2 separate regions of the Mus musculus genome follow, and region 2 is linked to region 1. The links are chromatin contacts, called in public promoter capture Hi-C maps. All regions are on one chromosome and are shown on one strand. Each heading gives the region's core, a stretch centred on a gene start, on an enhancer-like site or on the middle of the called end of the contact. The rest is flanking DNA. Distances are from core to core; before and after follow the strand shown. Region 1 holds the start of Rbm10 (RNA binding motif protein 10). Region 2 holds the start of Zfp182 (zinc finger protein 182).

The links. Promoter capture Hi-C pulls out the DNA fragments that hold promoters and counts their contacts.
Region 2: a contact with region 1 is called in a promoter capture Hi-C map of erythroid cells, with 64 times the contacts expected there. The contact joins the promoter of Zfp182 here to the promoter of Rbm10 in region 1. A contact is called at or near these places in 2 of 39 promoter capture datasets (erythroid cells and second pharyngeal arch cranial neural crest), 1 of 484 Hi-C or Micro-C datasets (CD4 T cells), 5 of 115 datasets of contacts at active chromatin or transcription factors (astrocytes, bone marrow-derived macrophages, effector CD8 T cells and 2 more) and 2 of 9 other capture datasets (adipose tissue and liver).

What each region holds. Positions count from the first base shown.
Region 1 is chrX:20,616,209-20,618,835 of GRCm38.p6, forward strand. It overlaps Rbm10 (RNA binding motif protein 10), which reads left to right and starts at 1,295. Exons shown (of 24, transcript NM_145627.3): 1 at 1,295-1,843. It overlaps Ndufb11 (NADH:ubiquinone oxidoreductase subunit B11), which reads right to left and starts at 1,411. Exons shown (of 3, transcript NM_019435.5): 1 at 852-1,411. The coding sequence starts at 1,052.
Region 2 is chrX:21,060,738-21,063,364 of GRCm38.p6, forward strand. Zfp182 (zinc finger protein 182) reads right to left here and starts at 1,301. Exons shown (of 5, transcript NM_001013387.2): 1 at 1,157-1,301.

The DNA of each region.
Region 1 (2,627 bases), core at 45-2,544:
AAAATGTTTGGATATTGGCAATTTCCTATGGGTCCACTTATTCTATAGGACCCTATAATAATTTAAGATCTTCAATCAGATGTTAATGTTGAATATACTAGGCCTTTTCAAAAACACAAACCTCACAATATCCTCAGTAGAGTGGAAATGGCAATAATAAACACCTTCTAATTTGGAGTACTTCTGAAGTAAGTGGTAAGAGCTGCAGTGACCATTCTGACTCATATGAAGCAGGTGTGTTTTTCTTAGCTTTCCTAGTACTTTTCTCACTTTACAAAGAAACCGAGGCACCAAGAGATTAAATTACTTGTCCAAGGTCATACAAGTGAATAATTTTCAACCCAAGATGTCTGACTCCAGAATCTCTGCTCTCCATAAAGCACAGGAATTCAGTCCTGAATGCAAATAATCAGCTCCATGACCTACTCAAGCTGTGATCTTGGGCTAGCAACTTGTGTTTTAGTATCCTCATCTATGTCACTGTAACAGTTACAGTGCCTACTTCAGTAACAGTTATAGTGCCTACTTCAAAATCACGCTACTTTAGAATTGAGATGAGTAAATAGATACAAAGTGTCTAGCACAGCCTGGCATTATGCACGTGTTACCTTAGAGTTTAGTATTACCCTAATTATAAAGTTTCTAACATGCTTTGGGTGCTGCCCTCTTTCAGTGTGATTTCTGACTGCAAATAAGGCAACGAAAGAGAAAAACAAGCTAGGCAAAATTTCTGAATATTCGAAGATTTTGTCCACTGCTCAAATCTCGGGCCGGAGAATGTCCGCTTTGACACTGGTTTCCCTGGTCCAGATTGGCCCCTACAGCGTCCCGTTTTCCCCCCTCCCTCTCACCTTCGCGTAGACGTTTTCGTCCTCGGGTTCTGGGTCCTCCTGCCACTGCATGGTCGGTTCTCGTTGCCGCTTTTTCTCCACACCGGATGGGGCGATTACAGCCCTGGAGGACTCCCAGCGAACGCGAGCAGCCGGGAGCCCTCTCATCGCCCCCGCTGCTGACAGGCAGCGACCATACAAGCTTAACAGTCGGGCCGCCATGACAGCTTGTACTGCGGAGTCCTGGGGGGCGGGGGGGGGGAGGGAGACGGAAATACAATGTGCGCAGCTGCGGTTGATCCCAGCGCGATTTTTGTCGCTCCGCCCTTACCTTGCTAAATAGATCCCCGGCCTAAGTTTGTTTACGAGTTCGGCGAGGTGCGGACTCTATTTTGCCTCCCACGCCGTGTCGCTACCGAATCAACGTTATCATTTCTGTTAGTCTGGGAGAGAGTTGTTTTTGAGAGGTCTGTTCATTTTCTTCGTAAGAAGAAAGCGGTGACATCTAGATGGCCCTGTAGGGAAAGAGGTGGAGCTTCTAGTTGTCTTTCAACTTCAAAGGACAGCAAGCTTCTAAAGAGCGGGCCTCTTAGGGGTAGCCAATAGCTACTCTTTTTTCTGGACTCCTGGGCCGTTCTCACAGGGAATGGGGAGGTAGCATATGCTTGCCAATCAGAGAATGCCAGGGCCAGCCAATGGTGACCGGCAACCAATCGTCAAGGCCGGCCAGAGCGCGCTCCCTTAGTAGGTGGATGGTGGTCGGATCGCCGGCTCTCTTCTCGTCGCCATTTTGTGTTGGTGACTGTGGCCGGCTAGGAGGAGGTGGCACCGAGTTTCCTTGGGAGGGCAACGCGTCGGTCGCGTCTCCCCTCCCCCTTTCCTCCTTTTTGCTCCCAGTCTTGGACTTGGTAGTTGCATGCATTGGCTCCCATTTGAACTAACAGTTCTGAAGGAGGTGGTGGCGGGCGGAGGTGATGCCTGGGAGCCCTCCCTTGACAGCCCGGGCCGAGAAGGTGAGCGCCGTTGCGGGTCGTGGGATCGGAGGTAAAGGAGCTGGGCGCGTGGGAGGGGGAGAGGGCCGGTGTGCATAGAAGAGGCGCGGGGACGGACTGTACCCTCGGAGTTCGCACAGAGCTGAGGGATGCCTGCACAGCCTGCACCTGAAGAGGGGGTATGGTCCCCCACCCCAGCTTTTTTCTTATGAAAGCAAAAGCGCGTGCGCGATTGGGACGCGGGATGGGTGCACGCGGGTTGGGGGAAGGGAGAGACAGATGGGAGTGGGGTACTGTGACTTACTGTATTTGCCCACCGAACTTTTTATCTTTTGAAACGCGCGTGTTTGCGACTTTGCGGGGGGTGTTCTTAGAGGAGGGTTGTGCTGACTGCCCTTGTTACTTAACTATCCACGGGGAAATACTCTGGCTGCGGCCTCTATTCATTTATGTGGTGGGAATGAGGGTGACAAGCGCGGAGAAAGAAAGTGAATATGGTTTTTATCCTTGGGGTCTGTATCTGACCTCTGATCCTTATCAGGAAGCAGGCTTGTTACTGATCGACCCCAACTTAGTTAGTTTGGGGAGGGGGTGCAGAGAATATATATATCCGGCGTTTCTTCTTTTGGGAGTTGTATCTGTAACAGTGAGGTCTATATATTCAAAGGGAAATCCGTTTAATTGTGTCTCTTATAGGTATCCTGTGATCCTGGCCCTTGGCTATTTTGGGGGCTTGTCTGTAACTTTGTTTCTTTTCTGTGCTGTGTATGCAACAAAATTAGACTCATTCTTTTGCCATTGAGCA
Region 2 (2,627 bases), core at 51-2,550, 440 kb after region 1:
GACAGGATCTCTCTGTGTAGCCCTGGCTGGCTTTTAACTCCCAAGTACTAGAATTAATGGAGTGTGCCACCACATCAGCAGCAACAATTCCTTGTAGTACTGATAGAATCTATTCCTAGGGCTCTGTGCATGCTAAGCCAGTACTATACCACTGAGATACATAGAACAGATTTTAATAATGCCAAACTAAAGCAATCATAGAAAATGTGTAATATGATAATAAATAGAAATTCAGGATGAAATGCTCTATAGTTGTTAAAAAATGTATGGAACTACACACGTATTATCTACATATTTTGTAACTCAAAGTTTAGAAAACTGTTTCAGAAAAATATCTTAAGCCAAATTAAATTTCTAAATAAGATATATAAAACTGCAGGCATACATTTTAAATATATAAATTAAATGTTAACTATTAAGTGATATATAGCTCTTGAATGTCTAAGAATGGACATTTAAATAAGGGAAAATTAGCTCCTATTTTCTTCTCTATTTTCAAGTTAATTCTTTATTTCTTTATTTATTTAGGTTTTTCGAGACAGGGTTTCTCCTAGCTGTCCTGGAACTCACTCTGTAGACCAGGCTGGCTTCGAACTCAGAAATCCACCTGCCTCTGCCTCCCAAGCGCTGGGATTAAAGGCGTGTGCCACCACCGCCCGGCCTCAAGTTAATTCTTAACTCAAATGCTATTTATTACACTCTAAAACATAAGCCTCTACCTATTATTCAAATGGTACCTGTCTATCCCTCCTCAGACCTCCAAATGTCCAAAGGCCGCTAAGGCTCTACAGATGACGTTTTTTGTCTGCTTGTTTTCCTTTTTCTCTCACCTCCCTCACTGGGGCTGTTTAGCTCAGGTGCTGTAAAGAAGTCTTTAAATGCTGATTTAATCCAGCACTCTTCCCCATGATTCCTGCGAGCTGTACACTGGAAGACGGAAACAAGGGGGCGCATCTAAAGAGGGGATCACTGTGCTAGAAAATGTGTAAAAGCTAAAGTTTAGTACGACTCACTTAATCCTAACTAGCCTCATAACTTTGTCCACTATTAAGTCCGCAGACCCCCGTTTACTCATCTCTCAAGCCCCCATCATCCCATCTCCCAGTCTCTCGCATCAATGACATACCCGAACCTCCCTCCACTTAGAACTACCCACCACTCAGCTCGCGACCCCAGTCTAACACAGACCCTCATCTTTACTCAACCAGATTTTTTGCAGGGTGTTGAGTAGACCTTTCCGTAAACGGCCTGGAAAAGCACTTCCGCATCGGACCAACTAGCTGTCTCTGTCGCCTAAACTTAGGACAGCGGTTTGTTCTACGCATGCTCAGGTTTGCCTTTGAGACAGCATCCGCCAATAGTCAACATGGCGCGCAAAGGCGACCAGGCTCAACGCAGGCGCAGAGGGTAGTGGGCCGCGTCGGTGATGTCACCGATTAGGAAAAAAAAAACAAAAAACAAAAAAAACAAACGGCATCCACTGTTTCTTTTATACTCCCGAGTCTCCTGACAAAGCTGGTGTTTGTTTTGCAGAAATTAGCAGTTTCTAAGGACGTCAGGCGCCATTTTTTTTTGATACAGCAGAAAATGGGAGGGTCCAATTAAGAAAATTATTAAAACAAGGACGAATTCCTGTGGTGAATTCAGAGAGTAGCCACAGGGTACAGGTGTAATTAACAAGACAATGCAGGCCTGCGACCTCTTTAAGTGATTTGAATACCAGTTTAGGGAAAAGCCTTGGCTCCATCCTTTTGTCTAGTACTGGGAGTTTGCATTTTAGTATCTAAAGGACCATAAGACAATTCAAACAACAAACTTAAGAATTTACTGCCATAGAGGGCCACACAGTGGGAAAAGTAGTGTTTTAAGTGGTGGCTGACAATGCCTTCACCTTTCCAGAGAAAGCAGTCATTGTGCTGGGAATGAGAAGGTGTGGTTATTGACTACATGGTATAGGACTTTCTAAACCAGAGACAGGGCATCATATTTTATTTATTAAAACAGACGGAGCAACCTAACATTGTATACCGAGCTTAAAATTACATATAAATCTACAAGCAGTTAGTTACCGCCCACTTCACTGCACCCCTGCAGTGTATTCAATAAAAAACTATTCTTTTAAAATGGTGCAGGATAGCCCAAATAAAACCCTCACCTCTTCGTGTTACCCAACAGCTGGCTGGGGGCCTTTTCCCAGACAGGATTAGTGGGCAGGGTAAAAGATTTTCAGTCACTGGTCTTTGGCAATTTTTTTTTTCTCCCTGTTTGGTGGCAAGTGATGGCTGCAGCAGGTGGCAGCACAACCTCGAAATGGCTTAGTTGGGAGTTTTTACCACAGCTTTGTTTTGTTTTGTTGTTTTTCGAGACAGGGTTTTTCTGTGTAGTCCTGGCTGTCCTTCTTGGAACTCACTCTGTAGACTAGGCTGGCCTCGAACTCAGAAATCCGCCTGCCTCTGCCTCCCAAGTGCTGGGATTAAAGGCGAGCGCCACCACTGCCCACGTTTGTACCACAGCTTTTGCTACCACAAAACTTGGAGAACTCAAGAACATCCTGCAACTTGAAGGGGAATATTTTCCCCCAGCTGGCCCAGCCCAGGGACTGCTGTGACTGGTCCTAAAGAGGCAAG